Linked DNA regions of Mus musculus: regions 2, 3, 4, 5 and 6 are each linked to region 1. The links are chromatin contacts, called in public ChIA-PET and promoter capture Hi-C maps. All regions are on one chromosome and are shown on one strand. Each heading gives the region's core, a stretch centred on a gene start, on an enhancer-like site or on the middle of the called end of the contact. The rest is flanking DNA. Distances are from core to core; before and after follow the strand shown.

The links. Promoter capture Hi-C pulls out the DNA fragments that hold promoters and counts their contacts. ChIA-PET counts read pairs in DNA pulled down with a chosen protein or histone mark.
Region 2: a promoter capture Hi-C map of pre-B cells shows a contact between it and region 1, with 5 times the contacts expected there. The contact joins the promoter of Ccdc126 here to the promoter of Lrrc61 in region 1. A contact is called at or near these places in 4 of 39 promoter capture datasets (the 3T3-L1 cell line, hippocampal neurons, liver and 1 more) and 1 of 115 datasets of contacts at active chromatin or transcription factors (pancreatic cancer cells).
Region 3: a contact with region 1 is called in a promoter capture Hi-C map of hippocampal neurons, with 5 times the contacts expected there. The contact joins the promoter of Zfp398 here to the promoter of Lrrc61 in region 1. A contact is called at or near these places in 4 of 39 promoter capture datasets (3T3-L1-derived adipocytes, hippocampal neurons, liver and 1 more).
Region 4: a contact with region 1 is called in a promoter capture Hi-C map of pre-B cells, with 5 times the contacts expected there. The contact joins the promoter of Tra2a here to the promoter of Lrrc61 in region 1. A contact is called at or near these places in 5 of 39 promoter capture datasets (the 3T3-L1 cell line, 3T3-L1-derived adipocytes, hippocampal neurons and 2 more) and 2 of 115 datasets of contacts at active chromatin or transcription factors (memory CD8 T cells and microglia).
Region 5: a contact with region 1 is called in a promoter capture Hi-C map of hippocampal neurons, with 4 times the contacts expected there. The contact joins the promoter of Zfp212 here to the promoter of Lrrc61 in region 1. A contact is called at or near these places in 8 of 39 promoter capture datasets (the C10 cell line, cranial neural crest, frontonasal cranial neural crest and 4 more).
Region 6: an RNA polymerase II ChIA-PET map of memory CD8 T cells shows a contact between it and region 1, with 24 read pairs. The contact joins the promoter of Zfp956 here to the promoter of Lrrc61 in region 1. A contact is called at or near these places in 3 of 115 datasets of contacts at active chromatin or transcription factors (craniofacial prominence, large pre-B cells and memory CD8 T cells).

The regions. Positions count from the first base shown.
Region 1 is chr6:48,553,118-48,556,523 of GRCm38.p6, reverse strand. It overlaps Lrrc61 (leucine rich repeat containing 61), which reads right to left and starts at 1,725. Exons shown (of 3, transcript NM_177736.3): 1 at 1,542-1,725.
Region 2 is chr6:49,317,551-49,320,956 of GRCm38.p6, reverse strand. Ccdc126 (coiled-coil domain containing 126) reads right to left here and starts at 1,683. Exons shown (of 3, transcript NM_175098.6): 1 at 1,477-1,683.
Region 3 is chr6:47,834,052-47,837,457 of GRCm38.p6, reverse strand. Zfp398 (zinc finger protein 398) reads right to left here and starts at 1,797. Exons shown (of 6, transcript NM_027477.3): 1 at 1,538-1,797. The coding sequence starts at 1,561. It also overlaps a transcript of Zfp786 not described here.
Region 4 is chr6:49,262,188-49,265,593 of GRCm38.p6, reverse strand. Tra2a (transformer 2 alpha) reads left to right here and starts at 1,542. Exons shown (of 8, transcript NM_198102.2): 1 at 1,542-1,756. The coding sequence starts at 1,721.
Region 5 is chr6:47,918,787-47,922,192 of GRCm38.p6, reverse strand. Zfp212 (Zinc finger protein 212) reads right to left here and starts at 1,625. Exons shown (of 5, transcript NM_145576.2): 1 at 1,444-1,625. The coding sequence starts at 1,467.
Region 6 is chr6:47,951,479-47,954,884 of GRCm38.p6, reverse strand. It overlaps Zfp956 (zinc finger protein 956), which reads right to left and starts at 1,495. Exons shown (of 5, transcript NM_178898.4): 1 at 1,303-1,495. The coding sequence starts at 1,326. Zfp783 (zinc finger protein 783) reads right to left here. Exons shown (of 6, transcript NR_027963.1): 6 at 336-3,406.

The sequences.
Region 1 (3,406 bases), core at 476-2,975:
TCAGATGGAGTACAGGGGCCCAGGCAAACAGGAGTAAAACACACCACAGGAAAGAGGTGAAATACGAGGTAAGACACACGGGAAAGGTTTGGGGTGCGTGAAAATAGCAAGGAATCTTATTTTTCCTGACAGACGAGGAAACAGAATGGCCTGCAGGCGTGCAAGCCAATGAAGGGAGGTCGTGGGAAATGATAACTGTCCACAGTCCAAAGCCTATGCGTCCCCCAGAGAAGCCACATAGCTGTAAAACCAGCAACCTGCAGATGAGTAATTTTTGGCATCTGTTCACCTGGACTAGGAGATGCCTCAGCATGTACCCTGTGTTGGCTGATTAGATTAGAACTTTCTCTTGACTATTTTGTCAGTCCTTTTCAGGAGCATGCCCAGATGGGACCTGGCTCCCTAATTCTACCCTGTTACACCGCACAAACATACATCCAGGGGCATTCCACAGTCCCACTCTGTGCAAGCTTGCCAGCCTCCTCTCCTCTCACATTCCTACACCTGGGGAAGAAGGAGCTCTAGTCTCCCACACAACCAGAGAATTTAAGCCAGTCAGTGTGAGATGCCAAAGCTTTTAAATTCAGACTCCATTTTAGAGAATCTGACCTAAGCTTGAACTCAGGTAGACTACAGGCCGGTATCTAGCATTAGTATCCAAGTTGTCCCCACAACAAAACCTGAGCCTAGCTCGTCTCTAGGCTAATCCCCAACAAGAGCAGAGTTTCCAAGTTACACCCCTAACAAGACCAGTATCTCCTGGTTATTCCCCCAACAAACCTGCACCCCAGGTTGCAAGCCCAACCCTTGCCTAATGACCACCCATGCAGAGGGGAGCAGAAGTTAAGTTTATGATGTGACTCCCAGCACCAGCCAGTTATATTAAAGGCCAAAGTAGCTTTCCATTTAGATGCTCGCATTCGTATTCCATGTTTGGTGCTTACTATAAAGCCTTGCCACATAGACATTCGGGGCTCCTCCCCCACCAAAACCGTCCTGTGTGAGGGTGGTGCATTGGGGGGGCTTGAGCTAGCTCGAATAGAATAAAGACCCTGCTGTGAGTTGCATCAGATCAGCTCCTGTGTGTGTGTGTGTGTGTGTGTGTGTTTGGCGGGGGGGGGGGGGGGGTCACTAACTTTTCCCTGGCACAACAGTGGAGGATGTTTTAAACAACACTCCGCCATCTTCTGAGCTCACATAGCCAAAGTGACAAAAGCCACGGATAAGTTCCTGCTGGGAGACTACACTTCCCAGCTTCCTTTGGGGACTACTGAAGTCATTTCCACCCATTTCTGACCCCAATAAGGGGCCGCATCCTTCTTCCTTTGTAGGCATTTTTGCCATTTGCATATCTTGTGACAAATGCTCCCTCACCGAGAATAAACAAGACCAAAACTTTTTCCGCCTTTTTCTCTACGGCTGCTCTTTTAAAATAATCTATCACACTAGCGGAACCCTTGTTGTTATGTATACCAAGAGGCTGTGATTGTGGGATAGGAAATCCAATCCTAATGTCTCCTGGCCACCAAGGCAGCACCCACCTCACCGGCCGCGATTGTTACCGGTTAAAGCGTTCTGTCTGTTAACTGCACTCAGAGCAGTGCCTGGGGCTGAGGGCGTGGCCACTAACCGCGGGCGGTTCCAGAAGAATCCAGCATCCCCCAAACAAACAGAACACGCAACTCGGTTTCTGGCGCAGGCCCAGCCGACCCGGAACCTGCGAAAGGCCGGAAGGGGCGGGGAGTGGTGCGACGCAGAAAAAGTTGTTTTTAAGGGACGCGCTGCGGCTGGCAGGGTACGCAAGTGACGCAGATTACACAACCAGAGGAGCTTCTAGCTCTTTGTGCTGGAACCCGCGGCCAGTGCTGCTGGAGGATTTTGTTCCTGTTAGTTTGGTCATTAGCACATTTGACAGAGCGACGTTGGGAAAGGCATTTATGGTTCCTTAACGAATGTGTTCTGTGACATTCAGTATGCTAGGCTGCAGGCCAGTGGTGACCTAGATTTTCTAACCCGATAAACGGTGCCTGGTACGTGCTCGCCCACCCCTCTCCGAACCCTGCCCCTCACAGCGGTGCAGTCATGCTCACCGCCTAGGACTGCAGACAAAAGGTGCCACAATAACGATAAGAAGGACCCCTTGTGGGAACCTTACCCGTATTTTTAGAAAACTACATCAGAATGTTTCCTGAGATAAATGTGCACTGCCTAGTGATATTCCCAAAGGCCTTGCCCCCAGAGATGTCACCAACGCAAACTGCCACCTTTGTAAATGACATTGTCCAACGGATAAAGAGGTCACCTTAACTAGGCACAGGGGAGAATGCCTCTCACTTTCTTTCACAGGCCACTTGGAAATGTCTACATTGGGAGGGTTTTCCATCTCCTGATGCTTTCTGTGCACTCAGACAAAGCAATCCCAGTTCAGTCCACACCCTTCCAGCCTGGGCTGGCTAAGTATAGGCACAGTTTTGTTGTTGTTCACATCTTTGCACTGTATCACAGTGCAAAGTCCTTAATGAATACGTGTTTGATGACGTTCAGTGTGCTAGGCTGCAGGCCAGTGGTGACCTAGCTTTTCTAATCCGTCAAATGGTGCCCGGTATCCATTTGATCTCCCTTGAACTTCTCCATGTGATGGACCAGCCTGAGTCTATTTTAAGATTAGAAGCTATAAATGTTCCTTCTAGGAAGGTGTGGAACCCCAAGAACCGCACAACTCTTAGCAGAGAGAGTGTCCCAATGGTAGACATGGTAGCCTAGGAACCACACAGCTCAGAGGTAGGACAGTGTCCCAATAGAAGAGCGTCCTGAGACACAGGAGCCCAGGAACCACATAGCTCTGAGAGGAAGCCTCCTCAGCAAGAGGCACTGCAGCTCCCAGGGAAGGGTATACCCAGCTGAGCTCTGGAGCCTCAGCCCCGCTCCACTTCTCTTCATTGCTTCTTTGCTTCTTCTGATGCTAAAAAACAAAAACAAAAACAAAAACATCACATCAGGAATCAAATCTCATTTAAAAAAAAACAAAAACAAAAAAAAAAACAAAATAGGGAGGGTCCAGGGAGAGAGGGGACAAATCCAGGAGTGGCTGCCTCTGCTTCCAGGAGCAGACAGCAAGGCTGTTGAACAAAGGGCAGGGCTTATATAGGATTTCTTATGGATGGAGCTTTTCAGGGCAGAGATTTCCAGGTTGAGGATTGGTGGGATTTCAAGTCCTGAGCTTGGAGAGCTCAGAGATTGGTGAGGTTTCCTATTCTGGGATTGGTGGGGGTTTGTGGGAAGCTCAGGGATTGGTGGGTTTTTTTGCTCAGGGACTGGAGGCATTTTTCACCTCCCTTTCCCTGCTTTGGGCCCATGGCTGAGGCGACATCACTGCTGAGCTTCTTGGGAGTCTGAAGAAGAGGTG
Region 2 (3,406 bases), core at 434-2,933, 760 kb before region 1:
GGTCATGCGGATGGTGGCAGAACAGGACAAGAACCAAGGCTGCGGTTCTCACCTTCTCCTCTACTGCACTCATAACACCAAGGAGAGACATTTTCTTCAAAATGAGTGTTTCTGCCGCACGTTTTAAGGTTAATCAGAAATGTTTGCATGCGTATGCCCCCTTCCACAATTATTAACTGCTACTGTTCTAGCAATCATTAGAAGGCTCCCCTTTCCCTAAAGATATCACACAGTCACATAAATCATCATGTCTCGACTCAAAATAGTACATACAGGGCATACACGTTAAATAAAAATGAAATTCAGTTAAAGTTTTATAAAGCTTTCCTTGAAAACCCAATGTCAATAACATTGAGAAAGCAAGGGTAAAAACAACTGACAGAACCTGAACACGTTGAAGTCGTTCCTGATCAGATTTACTGCATTCACTCAATGTGTCTCCAGACAAAAACTATAACCTGGGAACAGAAATCCTAAGTGGGTGTCAGGTGATGGTGGCGCACACCTTTAATCCCAGCACTAGGGAGGCGGAGGCAGGAGGATCTCTTGAGTTTGAGGCCAGCCTGGTCACGAATAAATGCGTAAGGGGATTTATAGTTTTCTGGTCTACTGAGTGAGTTCCAGGACAGCCAGGGCTACACAGAGAAATCCTGTCTAGAAAATGAGAGAAGGGGAGTGGGGAGGAGAGAAACGACTGAACCATTAGAAACAGTACAGAAAGTTGACATAGGGCAAAGCTGCAAAGGATCTGACGGACAAAGCCTTTAATCTCCTTTTAAGGGTTTCCTATGGGACCAGGCTAGGGAGGTGGGGGAGGTGAGTCCTTGTACAGTTATATACAGAGCTGATCCCCAGGAAAGCAGAGTCATCAATTTCCTTAGAACATTCTCAGCCATCTTAAAGGGGCGGAAATTAAGAAGCCAGCATATCTTAAGGAATTCTCTGCATGTAAGAAGTAAAAATATAAACTGAACACACAACCTAGTGATTAACCAAAAGTCCACACACTTCGAATCACATTCAAAACATCTTTTCATCAAATGAAAAACTCAAGGTGTAATAGCTTATTATCCATAAATCTAACAACTTAAAACTGTATGAGATCTCCATCTGCTGGATGAAACACATCGGCTTGGAGCCATTGCTTAGCCTGAATGAAGCAGCAGGCAGAGGGACGCCAGGGGTTCGAATCCTGGCTGCCTGGCCATTCAATTGCCACCGCCTGTACCTACAGCAGATAAAGTTCCTCCCCAGCCTCCCAGGAGAAGAGTTTGGCAGGTTTAATGGGCATTTCACGTCCTTCTCCTAACGAGAGAATTGAGCTGTCAAGAGTGGAGCACAAATGAGCGCGGCCGCAGAGACTGCCCATCCCCGCAGAGCACCGCGGAGCCCGGCCCGGCGGTCGAGGCTGTCAAAGTAGCAAAGCCGGGGCCGCAGGGACACCGCCTCCCGCCTCCCCAATCTCCTCCGTCTGACCTGGCCTGCTGGTTTCCTTTCAATCACGCGGGCCGCCGCCGCGGGGCTCACAAACTGGAAGTACAGCCACAGCCCGCCACGGGAGGGCGTTAGCGGCGCCGCAACAGCCTGCGGGCCAGGACGGAGGTAGGACCGAGAGCGCTCGGCACCCGGGGACGCTACTCCCGGTTTCCGCTCCGCCTCCCGGCCACCCTTCCCCCATTCTCCGGCCAGGGCCTACTGCGCGCGGCATTGTGGGGAATGTAGTCCCGCCTTGCGGAGAGACAGCACGTGCTGTTGGCCCAGGGGCTCAGGGCGACGCGGTTGCTTAGCAACTAAGAGGCGCAGCAGCTGCATTGCTACTAGAGAAAACTCAGCACCCTATTCGCCACTAGTGGTGAAGCATCCTACTATCTACCTTCCACTAGAAAAGAAACCCCTAATGCTGTTGTCTGACACTAGAGGGCATCCTAGTGTTGGAGAGTCCAATGTCCCCATGGTGCTCCTGAAGGTCCTCACTCAGGGAAATAGGATAAAAAAATAACTAAAAGGACTAAAGACTAATAGAAACAAACTATCCTTTTCTGAGGACTGGAGACCTAGCTCAAAAGTTCAGACAGTTTGCTGAGGGACCAGAAGACCAGAGTTCAATTACCAGCTCCCACATCAAGAGGTTCATAATCTCTTGGAACTCCAGCTCCAAGGGATCCCATCTGCTTCTGGCCTCTGCAGACCTCAGCACACTCACACACAATTACATGAATACAAATAAAGTGTTTTAAAGATATTCTTGTCACGGATGGTATAAATATGTATACACATGACAAATACAAAACAACTTGTAGACAAATTATTACAATTAATAAGAGTTTAACAAAGTTAATACATTTTTAAAAAATCAAGTACTTCGGGACTTGGTATGCAGCTTAGTGGTAGAACACTTGGCTAGCATGAATATGGCCCTGATTAAATGCTCAGCACACACAAAATTACACGTTAAAAAGTCAAATTGGGCTGGAAAGATGGCTGAGCCCTTGTGCTTAGAGAGCACTCGGGTTTAGTTTCCAGAATCCACATGGTGGCTCACAACCATCTGTCACCCCATTTCTGGATATCTGACAGTCTTCCTCTGGCCTCACCAGGAATACAGTTGGTACACTAAGGTATATGCAAGCAAAATACCAATACTCATAAAATTCTCTCTCCCTCTGTCTCTCTCTATCTGTGTGTGTATATGTCTCTGTGTGTGCCTCTCTCTGTGTGCCTCTCTGTGTGCATCTCTCTCTCTGTGTCTCTGTGTGTGTCTCTGTGTGTCTCTCTCTCTGTGTCTCTGTGTCTTTCTCTGTGTGTTTCTCTCTCTCTCTCTCTCTGTCGCTCTTTCACACATACATACACACACACACACACACACACACACACACACACACACACCAAACAAAACAGGAGGACCTGGAAATCAAATGCAGCCTGGGAAAGACAGTTTTAACAGCAACAAACAAAAGACAAGCCTTAAGAGTGGAATGAGACCCTTGAAATATATAAATCAAGAAAGGCCTTGTACTCAGAATGTACAAAGAATTTTAATCACAAGAAAAAGAATCAAGGGCAAAACAAAGTGTTCCATCTGTAGAACACCAGCACATGTAGGGGTTTATTAATACCTTGTATGAGGATAGTTTGATCCTCCACGTCACAGTAGAAGGAGGGGAGGAGAAGGAAAGGGGGATCCAACCAGGGCCCTAACTAAGGAGAAAAAAAACCCATGTAACCAATGCACAAAATGGGATAATCTGGACACAAATGTTCTGTGCTCTCTAATGCTGCTAGACATATATGACCCTCGAGGATCTACAATGTAGTTCGTCTGAATTAGGAGGTACTGTAACAGCAAGCCACCACATAGATGCTGAAAACTTGCTACATAAGAAAAAAATGTAGATATCAACCAGGG
Region 3 (3,406 bases), core at 548-3,047, 720 kb after region 1:
TTCAAAGAATAAAAATATTTTTAAATCATTTAGATTTATTTATGTGTATCTGTATCCTGCCTTCATGTAAATATGTGACAACATCTACATGCCCAGTGCCCTCAAGGGTCAGAAGAGGGCATCAGATACTTTGGAATTAAAGTTACAGATTGCTGTTAGTCACCATGTGAATGTTAGGAATCAACTCGGGGCCCTCTGCAAGAGCAACTGGTACTTTTAACTGCTGAGCTATCTCTCCATAACCCCTAAAAAGATTTCTTAAAATTAAAATTAAAAATATCAGTATTTCCAAATTCTTCTTCATAAAACAGTCTTGCCCTGGTCAGTACCAAAGTCACTGAGTCCAAGTGATTATTGAGGACTTTAAATGTGCTCAGTTCAATTGAGATGTGTTGTGTTTAAAATCTCATTAATAGTTTTATAATATTACTATTAAAATATTTTTATACTTTGAGCTAAATAACATTTCACTGAATTAACTGAAATTAATTTCCTCTTTCTTTTTACTTTTTTTTTTACTTTTTTCTTTTCTTTCTTTCTTTTTTTAAAGACACACACTCTGGCTATTTGGCCAAGCATATACTAAAATTTCTGATTCTCCTATTTTAAACTCCTCTGTGAGCCACCATGTTACCATCATGGTTTAACCTCCTAAACATGACTACTAGAGAACTAAAAGTATGTGACAGTTTTCAGCATGGCATATACCTATAGCATACACCATGGGCTCTACTATCTTTTTTAAGGGTTGGGGGAAAATTAAACTTGAAGGGTATTCCCCTCTACTCCATTCCCCGCCCCTCCCCGCTGCTCCCCTGGTTTCTTCTTTCTTTTTTACTTCCTATCTACTCCTCTGCAGACCTGCCTGACTTCTGACTTATTTAAAAAGTCTCTTTGAGCTGACCAAAGCCTTCTTAGGTGGCAAACAAAAGCAATACTTTCCAATCAGAACGTTCTGTTAAACGACCATCCCCTCTTCCTTAATGGCTGTGTGCAGGGACTGTGCGGGTTGTCCTGGTAGCCCTGGCATCTCTGGTGCATGCACGGCTGGGCCCACTGCAGGCCTGCAGCAAACAAGCACACGCACGACTGCACTACTGGCTAAGCCTGCGCTCGGTCGGCCTTCCAAGGTCCCCGCGGCGCCACAGCCTGCCCTCCCGGGCGCGCGAGGCTGTCTGTCCTCACGCAGTCCATAAGGACACACCTTGGCTTTTACCTTCCCCGCCACGCAGGTGACTGTCCTGCCGCACCTAGCAACGACAGCTCTCGCGGCTGTACAGAATGGCTGGTGGATTGCAAAAACACCTCGAGCCCACTTCCCCGTTCCGCGGGCTGACGCGGAGCACCGCGGCGCGTGTAGGTTAGAAACTGCAGACCCTGGTCCCGCGGCGTCGCCCGGCGCTGCGGTCCGCGGTGGCCTTGCGGGGCAAACGACAGCCGCAGACCCACGCGGGCCACAAGGCCCGCTGCCGTCCCCAGCTCCCTCGCCTCCCCCGAGGCCCGGGTGACAGAGACGCCCGTCCATCAGCGCCCTTACCGGAGCGGCGGTCGCCTCAGCCATGGCCCTCCGCTGCCCGGTCCTGTCCCGGGAGTCGCCACCACACGCAGGCCCGGCTGCTCAGTGCTCTCGGCAGACGGCGAGAAGCGGTCTCGCGTTGCTCGCTCTGACAGGACTCGCGCGGCAATCGGGCTTCCGGGGGCGCTGGGACGCAGAGGAGCTGAGTAGCGAGCAGCCTACGCCGCACCGGCTGCAGCCGCCCCTCAGCTGGCGCTTTGTGGGCAGCGAGTACTGCAGGCGCTCTGCCGGCCTAGACGCGCCCCCCTCCGGTCGGTCCTCCCGGGACAGCGCGCCCCCTGGCGGCCCCCGCATCCGGAGCGCCTTCCCAGAGGTCAGCTTCTGAGAAAAGAGTTTTGGTGAACGCAGATCCAACCTACTCGGGTTTCCCATCCATCTGAGAAGACCCAGCAGATGCTACATAGTTTAAGAGCCAGGGAGCGGTGTCCAGGCTGGACGATAGTGTAATCGGCTACCAGAGTGAGCTAGGTGGGAATGATGGAGTTATATCGTTCGTAGAAATTACAAATATGACTTGTATTGGCACCAGAGATTCTGATTATTTTGATTATTGTCTCACTTGGGCTTGGATGAGAAGTAGAATTTTTATAAAGATTTGTTTCTTTTAATTTTATATGTATAAATGTTTCTCTACACTTGGATGTCTACTGCCTATGGAGGCCGGAATAGGATGCAGGATAACCTGGAACTGGAGCTACACACACAGTTGTGAGCCAAACCCAGATCCTCTGCCGAGCTCACTCACCAGCACCGACAAGTGGACTACTTGAGCCAACAGAAATAAAGCTTGTGGTTAGATTTGCTGGATCTGGACTAAGGACCAACAAAAGACAGAGTTGTGTGTTTAACAGCTTGTGTGGCAGAAAGATAATCACACAGCCATAACTTTCCAGTATTTCTCTTTTTTCAAACATGTATGAACCAAAGTCTTCTCAGACATTTATCTCAGTAAATGAAATGAATCCATTCAATGCCCTCAACAGTAGACTGTCTATAGTGCCCCCACAGTATAGGGATCTTCCTGCTGGGCCACTACCACTTGAGTGTACTGTGAGTCTTTATAGTGTACATACAAAGCAATATCTTGTGTATACTTTGAGTCTACTTGAGCATGAACTGTGGTCAGATGGTGCATAGTTGGGAGTTAAAACTACCGTTCTCTAAACTAGAACATCACTATAATGGAATGAACTAGAAAAAGAAGAAAGAAGAGGAGGAGAAAGAAAGAGAGAGACAGAGATAGAGAGAAATAATTGACCTCAGGAAAATAATTAGTGATTTTATTATTAAAAGACATAATTTTTAAATGTGGCCTTCGGCCTGGCAGTGGTGATGCCCATCTTCAGTCCCAGCACTTGGGAGGCAGAGGCAGGTGAATCTGTATAAGTTTGAAGCCAGCTTGGTCTACAGAGTGAGTTCCAGGAAAGCCAGGGCTACACAGAGAAACCCTGTCTCAAAAACAAAAACAAAAAACAAAAAACAAAACAAAACAAAACAAAACAAAACAAAACAAAAAAAGGCCTTAGAAAGCAAGAATAAAGCCTGATATGATGGTACTTGCTTTTAATCCATGCACTAGGAAGCAGAAACAGGAAACTTTCTGTAAGTTTAAGGCCAGCCTGGACTCCAAAGCAAGTTCTAGGTCATTTGGAGCTCTACAGTGGAACCCTGTTTTAAGGGGGTGGGTGACTAATTTCCAAACTCTCTGTTTCCCTCCTAGTTGTCAGATGCTCCTATGGATATGAAACATGAACATTTGTATGACTAAACAATCCTTAATCCTTTAACTTTTTGAGGCATGTAGCCCAGGTAGTGAAGGATGACTGTGAC
Region 4 (3,406 bases), core at 293-2,792, 710 kb before region 1:
TGAAGAAACAACAATATAGTAAATCAGGAATGTGCTGTTCTAAATGCACTTACAAAATAACACTACATATTAACTTACATGATATTACATGAATAGAAGGGTAAGTATTTAATAATGAGCTCTCTGAAAGAAAGAGGAAGAAAAATGATTTGCTGATATTCACAACATAAATCTTCCTGTTGTGGCTGAGTCCAAACCATTAAGAGTTTAATAATGGGGGCTGGAGGGATAGCTCAGCGGTTAAGAGCACTGACTGCTCTTCTGAAGGTCCTGAGTTCAAATCCCAGCAACCACATGGTGGTTCACAGCCATCCATAATGAGATCTAACACCCTCTTCTGGTGTGTCTGAAGACAGCTACAGTGTACTTACATATAATAAATCTTTTTTTTTTTAAAGAGTTTGATAACTAGCTCTCTGACATTTCTGATAGGCTCTCTTTTTATATCTCAGGTTGGCTGGAACTTCCAACAGTCCTTCCTTCTAGACGCCTAAGTGGTGGGATCACAGGCACAGATCACCACACCCAGCTATTTCAGGTCTTTGTGAATTCATTATTTGTGCTGGTGTTCCTTATTTTTCTAGAGCAAGAAGTATGGATACTAATGTTGCCAAACAATATATTCCCCCAATTTATTTTTATTTATTTACATGTTCTACAGTGTTGAGGACTAAACCCAGAGCCTAGTACATGCTAGGTGTGCTGGATAATTTTCTATCAACTTGGCACAGATAAGGTCACCTGAGAGGAGGGAACTTCAATTAAAATGCCCCCCGCTGTGGTGGGAGCTCATGCCTTTATTCCCAGAACTTGGGAGGCAGAGGCAGGCAGATTTCTGTGAGTTCCAGGCCAGCCTGGTCTACAGAGGGAGTTCCAGGACAGCCAGGGTTACACAGAAACCCTGTCTTGAGGTTTGGAAGCAGAGAAGAGTGAGAAACTCATGGCTTTTCAGTATAACCCCATCTGTGTATATATTGTTATTTCAACGTTTAAAAGGGCAGATACTAGCCGGGCGTGGTGGCTCACGCCTTTAATCCCAGCACTCGGAAGGCAGAGGCAGGCAGATTTCTGAGTTCGAGGCCAGCCTGGCCTACAAAGTGAGTTCCAGGACAGCCAAGGCTATACAGAGAAACCCTGTCTCTGTAAAAAAACCAAACCAAAAAAAAAAAAAGGGGGGGGGGCAGATACTGGGGATAAGGAAAACTCAGCTGGAAAAGTCGGTTTGTTTGTTGGGTTTTTGTTTGCTTGTTTTTGGTTGGTTTGTTTTGCTATGCAAGAAAGACCTGAGTTCCATACCTAAAGAGAACAAAACCAAAAAAACTCAAGAACAAAACCCCACAGGCAAAGCCAGGCGATGACACACGCCTTTAATTCCAGCACCCGGAGGACAAACCGACCCAACGCCAAACAGCAAGCTCTTGAAACCCGCCAATCTCCCGCGCTAGGCCAGGCGGACACAAAGCCTCCCGGGGCGGAGGCGGGGTTCGCGACGACGTCATCACAGGTCCGCCCCTTGACGTCAGGCGCCGGGGACACCAGGAGGTTTCTGGCGGCACGGGCGCCATTTTGCCTGAACGTGCGAGCTGGTGGGAGTGGAACGCACTGGCCGTTGTAGCCGTCGCCTTCTTCCTCCCCACAGTCCGAACAGCGCGGTGACTAGGCCGTCGGCCCTCGAGCCGAGACATATCTCTTATTTAGTTCTCGGGAGCGCCTGGCCGACATGAGTGATGTAGAGGAGAACAACTTCGAGGGCAGAGTGAGTACAAAGCCGCGGGAGCCGTCTTCGGCGGCGGCCCGATGCTCCGGGGCTCGGGGACGAGCGCGGTCGGTCGGGCGAGGTGGCGGGGCCCTCAGGAGCAGCCTTGAGGGCCACCGCGAGCGCGTCACGTCCCAAGATGGCTTCGGGGTCCCCCTGCGTGCCCAGATGCCCCACTAGCCCGCAGCGCTCCTTTCTGGCGGCTGACTGGTACCTGGCCTGGTCCTATCCTCTCCTGTCGCTCCCTTTCCTCTCAGCTTCCCATCTCTGCTCCGAGGTGCGGGTCCCCGGCGCGGTGGGGCAGGAGGCGGCGGGGCGCTCCCTCCGGCCGGATAGTGGTAGGTGCTTCCTGCGGTGGCATCTCGGGCCACCACCACCCCTCCTCCGGCCATCGCAGCGGGGTCTCGGGGTCAGAAGTGCGCGGGGCTGCTGTCCGGGCGGGGAATCGCTGGCGCGGGACTAGCTGGGGCCTGTTGTCTCCTTGGCTCTCTGTTGCAGTGAGCGGCCGCGTCTCCGTCGGAACCGGCGGCGTCGCGTCTGTAAAGGCGAAAGCCTTGAGGTTGAAGGTGGGACGAGCCCAGTGAAGTGGTTAGTCAACGACCGCAGCGACCCTTAAGAGTCCTTAAGACGAGAGCGAGCGGGGAAGGGAAAACTACGCAAGAGCCTTTCCCCTTAATGTCCTCTTTCCTTTCGCTTCTAAATGAATGTGGAAATGCAGTGACGCCTGTTTTCCTAACAGCTAGATGTTGGGTTCTTTATGTCTCAACTTCCAAAGCTTTCCTTCCTGTGACCATTCCTCTGAAAACTCCTTTACAGATCTTTATGGCTAAACTGCCAAGACATCTTACTTTAAACCTTACGTAACTGAACAAATTTCTTGCCTCAGTTTTCAAAAAAGAAAAGAAAAAAGCTAATCATTGTTAACTCAAAAGATTATACCTGAAATTTACAGACCCTCCCCCGTTTTTCTCACCCATTCCCCGGAAAAGGGACTCAAGACTTTGGTTATCTGAGGTCTTGTGAGTATAAACCGTATATTCACAAAGCTTGAGTATATTATTAGAACGTTACCGGTTTTTGAGTTTTATTCCGAAGTTACCCTAGTATTGGAAATTAATGGAAGTGAGTCCTGGTAAAACCATGGAAGGAAAAAAAAGGGAAACAAAAGTCCCATGGTACTCGAGGGCTGGCAGTTGTGTTGGTATTCTAGTGGAGGAGGGGCGGGTGGAAAAAAGCCGCTGGAGGGCTTTGCTGAAGGAAAGAATTTGTCCCTTTTGGAAGCTCGGGATTTAGACACCTGTACTCTGTCAGTCAAGTCATATACGGTCAGTTAGGGTTTTGATCTTGAGAAAAGAGGGTGCATTTTGTTTGTTTATTTTTTTATTTAATGCACTAGGACAAGGTCATAACTACATTTAACTTTGATTGGATTATTTGAATGAAATTTGCACACAACGATTGAGTTGAACCTGCTTACTATTTTTAGGATTGTTTTATTGTACTAACAACTTTTAAAGACTATGAAGTAAATATTTCACGTAGTTGTATTACTTGTGAAACTAAGTAATTAGGAAAAGACGGTTGGGGTTTGGGTGTGTTGTTTTGTTGTTATTGTTCCTGGTTTAGTCTGTGGGACTTGTACCAGTGTTG
Region 5 (3,406 bases), core at 376-2,875, 630 kb after region 1:
AGAGCTAGTCCATCAGCAGGGGACCTGCTGGTGGGAGACAAAAGACTAAAAAGCCTTTGCTTTAAGCTGCCAGTCTTGCCTCAAGTCAGGAGCATCAGGAAGATAATGTCCATCTTGGAAATCTGTCTGCCTAGCCAAGGCCTCTCTCCCTATCTGCTTACCCTGCAGGGGGTCTGTTTAACTCCTGGTCTCTTATTTACACCTGGATGCACAAGTAGGATTGCTCCAAGTTCAGAGCCAGCCTGGTCTACCTAACTGGTTCCAGGCAGCCAGGGCACAAAGTAAGACCTTATTTTGAAAGATTAAAAAACAAAAACTAAACAAAACAAAAAGACAAGAAAAATACTTATGCCTGTAATATCTGCAAGTTGGGAGTCAGAGGTAGGAGTTTACAGTCATTCTCAGATAGGCTAGGCTGGGGCACATGAGAGTTTGCCTCAAAGCACAACCACTACCAAACAAACCCCAGCAGAATGACTTACACCTGTAAACTTAGCACTGGGGAGGCTGAGTCGGGAAGATTGTCATCAGCTTAAGGACAGCCTGTGAGGCTCTGTCTCAACAGTGAAAAGCCAGTTCAGGTCCATCTATCCTATTTTCCTATGTTAACCTCTACTGTGACACAGTATGAGGAGACTGGAGCCAGAAAAAAAAAAACGTAAAAATGCTTACAAGGAACTCAACATTCTCAATTCAAGTTAAGGAGACAAAGGCCTAGAGAAGTGAGCATAGACTGCCTTCCGAAGACCATGCACTGAATATATAGATAGATGAACGCTGAGTTACGGAAGATATTCCTCAAACCAATTTTCAGTGTCTTCACATTCTCTGAAAAGAGAGACAGCTGGAAGAGGCGGTAAGCGGATAACAATGCGCACCCACAGTTTTGTAAAAACAAAACAAAACAAAAAACAAGCAAGCAAACAAACAAAAACAGCAAATACACCAGTCCCCAAGGAGAGAAGGCTTCAACCTGTGGCTGCAAACTCAGTACAGATAGCTATGGCAGAACATGGCAACCGGAGCAGAGCCCCACTGGTCGGAGAGAAGCCCTAAGTCCTGGGGTCTTCCGTAGCTGAGCTCAAAGGCAACAACCCAAACCCAGGGTTTTATCCCGCGCCTTCACTCCAACTCAGAAAACGAGTCCCTAGTTGGCACGAAGCAGGAAAATATGTGGGCGCAGTCACAAACAATTCAAAAAGCCTCGCAGAAGTTTCTGCGGAAAGACGCAGAGCATCCGGGCTCTGAGCCTGACGCAGAAGGACCCAGGGAGCAAGCGAGCGGGCGGGCGGGCGGAGGGCGAGGGTACCGGGAGGGAAGTCAGCATCCGCCGGCGCCAACGGCCGCGGAGGAAACCAAGCCTGCGACCGAGCGCCTCAAGCCCCGCCCCGGGCAGGGCGCTGTCTCCCCCAAGGCCCTCCCGAGCCGGCCGGAGCACCTTACCCGAGTAGGCGTCGACTCCGCCATGGTCGCAGTCGCCCCACAACACCGACTGGCGGGATACTGCTCGAACTGTACGCCGCTCCGCCAGACGTCCTCACCCTCCTGGAAGCCGCCGCCGCCGCCGCCGCCGCCGTGTTGATACAAGGTGCATTCTGGGAGCGCTCCCCACCCCCAAGAAGAGCGGCAGCGGCTCCTCCTACCGCGCGGTATTTCTGTTGCGCCACTGTGCTCCTGGAAGGGGAACAGCAGCCTGGAAATTCAGTCATTGAGTGTGGGGTGTAAGCGTAAGGATTCTCAAAATCAAGAGCATTTTCTGAATTTGAGTCCTGCACTCCGCGAAATGCTTTAAGAGATTCAAATATGTGCAAGTTTAAAAAGGCGCGGGAAGGAGAGAGAGAGAGAGAAAGGCGTAGGGAGGAGAGCGTGGGGACTAGTAGAAAAGGAGGCTAATGGGGGTGGATGTGAACACCATACGTTCTGGACTTGCATGCAATTGTCAAAAATAAAAATAATTTTTAAAAAATGTGTACAAATGTGTACACCCTTTTCTGTGAGGGAAGAACACAGCTGAAGCTAAAGAAAAGGTGAATTCTCATAGGCAAGTGATTTTCTTCCATGCTCACCTATGACTTGGCTTTTTCTGGTCAATCCATTATAGAGTGTTAATTATGGTAATCACTTGCATTGCAGAATTCAAGATAGCCTTAATCACAAATAATTAACCTAGTCCTCACCGGGCAGTGATGGCTCATGCCTTTAATCCCAGCACTTGCGAGGCAGAGGTGGATGGGTTTCTGAGTTCGAGGCCAGCCTGGTCTACAGAGTGAGTGCCAGGGCTAGAAACCCTGTCTCAAAAAAACTAAATAAATAACCTAGTCCTCATGCCAGGGTGCCAGGGTATTAGAGGCAATGTGTTCTGCATTCTGGCTTGGAAACATCTGGCCACATCATTACCACCCCAGCGCTCAGGTGTTTGAGGCCAGCCTCAGCTATATAGTGAGTTTTTGACTAGCCAGAAATATCTAAAGAGACATTGATCCAAACAACACCCCCAAACCCAGTACTTGCAGTACTCAAATGCCTCATTTCCATTACATTGTCCTGGACATGCTGAGTGAGAATGACATGAGTTTCCACTAAGTGTGAATAGCTTCCTCTAAGAATTCAAGTACTCTCACTAGACTGGTCCCTTCTTCATTTTTCTGCAAATGATCCCTGTCTACACTGACTACAACTAACAACTTTCTCTAGAACCCAAGCCGATGGCCTGCTGAAAAAAAAAATTCTCAGCATCTGTTTTAACAGGCACTTAAAAACCTACATTTATATTAAAATAATAATAATTTTTTTAAAAGCGCTGACTCATTTAAGCCCCCCACAGCAGTCTGGGTGTGTCTGTGCCTTCATTTTATCTTTGTTTGTTGCCTTTGTTTGGATCAAATTCCTGCTTGACTCCATAACCGTGTCAATCAGTTGAGTGTGTCTACTTGTCCCATCTCATCCCCTTTCAAGCTGAAGGCAGAGGTAAGTCATTGTCCTGAACCAGCAGTCACCTTGAATCCCTGGAAGAGCAGAGTGTAAAGGATAGATCATGTCTCAGATAAGGGCAATTATCCTTGTGTGTGAAGCTGTACCCTGGAGCAGACCTCATCTTGTAAGAACCAGATGGATCCTCTTAAGCAATTCAATGGCAGCAAGAAGGACTTCTAATCACTTCACAGAATCAGAACTGGGACAGCGATCATCTAGACCATTTATTGACCAAGACAGCTTAATTACGTGACAAGGACTAGCCTCAGCTTGGAGAGGTGTTCTGAGTGGAGGAGTGTCTGGGAACAGTGAAACAAATGACTCAAAGTCAAATTGTGGGTCCAAGCTGACGGCCTATGTTCTGCTGTGGATGGCTTTCCAGACCTCTCTATGTGTTCAAGACAGCTTTTCAGAACACTCCCTGTGTTCTTCT
Region 6 (3,406 bases), core at 246-2,745, 600 kb after region 1:
TTATGGAAGCATTTTCTCAATTGAGATTCATTCCTCTCAGGTAACCTCAGCTTGTTTCAAGTTGGACACTAGGTCTCTGTGACTGAGACACCTCAACAAACAGCCCCGAACAGTCACTACAGTGCCCTGAACAGTCACTTTACTGGAAGCTAGATCTTAGATGCCAGTAGGCAGTGGCAGAGAAAGCTGAAAGCCAGCATCTTAGTCAAAAGAAGGGGGGTAATGTCACCATGCATAACTGTAAATAAAATGCGGAGCTGTGGGGACTACAGATAAATCCTGGAACTTCCCTCTATCTCTAAGGTGGTCAAACAGAAAAAGCACTCAGGGTGTATGACATTTATTATATATTGTATTACCAATAAACATGAAGGTTCCTGACTATTGGTCAGAATGTGTTATATGTTCTAAACCAAAGACTGTAACGAATACAATTTTGTGACATTAAACTTCCCCCAAGATATCTTCCATAAAAAAGACACAGCAAAGTGTCCCACACAGTAAGATACTTGTCACTAGAAACTTCTCTCTTCCTCACTCCATCCTGAGGTCTGTGACCACTGACCCATACAACAAAATGTGGTTGGGAGGAGGCAGTCTTCACACATAAAGGTCAAATATCTTCGTCTCTCTGGGATCCTTTGCCACAAATCTAACACCAAGAAATGTCTTTGAAGTCACTGCAAAGCTATTGCTAGCAGGAGATGCCTCCTACCTTCAGGGACTGTAAATCTCATCTCAGTAGTTCACTCACCTGAACCTAAAACACGCCTACCCAACGTTTTCTATAACACTGATTCCCTAACTAGTTGCAGTAGGAAAGTCTTCCCGGTGTTCATCAAAAAACAACAAGCGAGGAAGTATGTATCTACTCTTAATAGAATCGAATTCAGGCCCGAAAGGCCGTGGAACCCTCCCTCCTAGGCAGGAGCTAGATTCTAGGTCCCAGGACCAAGAGGGCTAACTGGAGGGGGCCTTAGCTCGGGATTTGATCGGAGATGGCTAATACTTGCGAGATGGAGCAAAGAGGTCCTGGAAAAAAGGAGTCGTGGAGTAAAAACGACCGCAGCCGGTGCACCGGGCCCAGATATTTCCTGGTGAAGCTCAACGGCCGTATATTACAAATGATCAAACCCGTGGCAAAGGAGACAAGGACTTAATCATGTGGCAACAGACCTCCTAGTCCTCCTCCCTGACTACCTGGCTGAGCTCTACCCAATTTTAGGAGGTGGTAAGATGTCCTCCCGGCGAATTCAGGAACCGCTTCACATCCCCCACATGATCGGTAAGGGCCACCCTTACCGGTGCAGCGGCCGCCTCAGTCATGGCTGCGCGCGATTCTGCTTCGTCTTGTTGTAGCCGCTGTGTCCCCTACAGGCGGCCCTTCCTGGCCTCACGATACAGAATCAGGATGGTCGTCTTGGACGCAGTTGGCAGTTTGAGACCTAGACGTCCTCGCTGCTCCCGCGGCAGAAACGCAGGCCACACCCTCCACAAGGCGGCTCCCCATTGGCTAGCCCTGGAGGTTCCGCCCCTGACGGTAGAGAAGCCAGACTCTATTGGCTAGCTGGGAGCACAAGCTGCATAGCGTTCGCTAGCGTTTCGTCTCAGCCCCGCAGGTGTGAGCACTAGGTGTTGAGCTCCGTTCACCTTTGAGCTGTAGAGCCACGCCAACCACTAGGGTCACATGTTGAGACTCCCCAGAACAAACTAGGCCACAAACACGCAGCTACATTTTCCAGTGTATTTATAGAGCACCGATTAAGTTAATATTTCCACCTCCATGGTTCTTAGGGCCTTGTAACCAACCCAACCATATCTTTGTTTTACAAAATAAGTCATCAGAATCTGGGATCCAACGTCTTTGAGCTCAGGCAACCATGCAGCCTTTGTTCATTCTTAACTCAAAATACTCTTTAACCTGTCCTATTGAATTTCAGGTTAAATGCAGTAAGCCCAGTTGTGCATAATGGCACAAGCAAGGAAATCCTAGTAGGTAGATAGAGGTAGGGGAAAAAAATTCACTGCAAGCCCAAGGCGAGCCAGGATTATACAGCGCCTCTTCCCCCACCCCAGCACTTGGATTTGTGCTTCAAATATGAATACTTGTTTTCCAGAGAACATCTAAAGCATTAGAAGAGAGGCCTAGGAACCCCCAGAACAGCAACATGAGTGCTTGCAGCGGAGGATTAAGTTTGGGGCAGCTATACTGTCCACGTTCAGTCTGAGCGCTTACTGACAACTGCTGTCTTGCTTGCAGGGCCTAAACAACGGTTGGGTGTGCAGGCAAGTAACGTCCAGAACCATGGCTGCATGCCACAGTCTTGCCAGTCATACCCCTACCCTGGGAATGACGGCAGTGTCACCCTCTGCCTCGTCTGTGCAGGACTTCTGAGTGGCTACAGAGTCTGCAGGACTTTAGCAATAGCACAGCCAGGGATGAAGGCACCTGGGAGCCTTCATGTGCTCTGGTGTCTGAGTGCCAAACAAGAGAGCAAACTATCAGAATTGGAATCCATCACCCAGCTCCAGAAGCTCCACAAGGCTGTCCCCAAGGTGCTGTGACAAAGAGGCACATGAAGCACCCGCTCTCATGACTTTGAGGCATGACACTATCACCTCAAATTCCTGGTCTGGAGCTTGTGCTTTTGAAGGGCCCCTAAAGTACCAACTCAGCTGGAAAGTGAAGGAACTTCCACCACTTGGCAGGCACAAGGGAAAGGCCCTGAGACAGTGCAGGTCCTGTCCTGTTCAGAGCTGGGCCCTTGCAGGGCTGGACTTCCCTGGAGGACAGAAAGCAAGAGGAAATGCAGGATTGTTTAGCCTCAGGAATGAGTCTGCATGTGGACAGCCAGGTGGTGGCTCCTTGCCACACTGGGGGCACTGATAGGAACGCTCACCAGTATGGATACACTGGTGACAAAAGAGGTCTGAGGGCCGGCGGGAGGCCTTGCCACAGTAGGGACAGGCAGGCCAGCTCTGCCTCTTGCCTGTGTGCTGATGCTGGTGTAATACCAGGCTCTTCTGTTGCTGAAAGGAGTGAAGACATTCACTACAGTGGTAAACTGTAGTTGCTGGCCTTTGTCTCATGAAGGCATGGCTTGTTGGAGACCGGTGGCTTGTGGGCTCCTCAGGTGGCCAGTGGATGACAGGGCCTGGCACCACCACTTTCTCTGGTTCCAGTGTGGAGTGGCTTTTCCCTGACCTAATAGGCAAGCCACTCCAAGCCTCCTTGTGTTTCTTTTCTACATGGGTCTGCTAATGGATTGTCAGATTAATCTTCAAGCAGAAGCTCTGCCCACAGTCAGGGCACAGGAATGCCTGCTTCTGTGGCTGAGGAAGGATACAGGGTGGCTCTCCCATATCCTCTGCTGCCTGAGGTTCCCCAATCCGTGTGATGCCATCT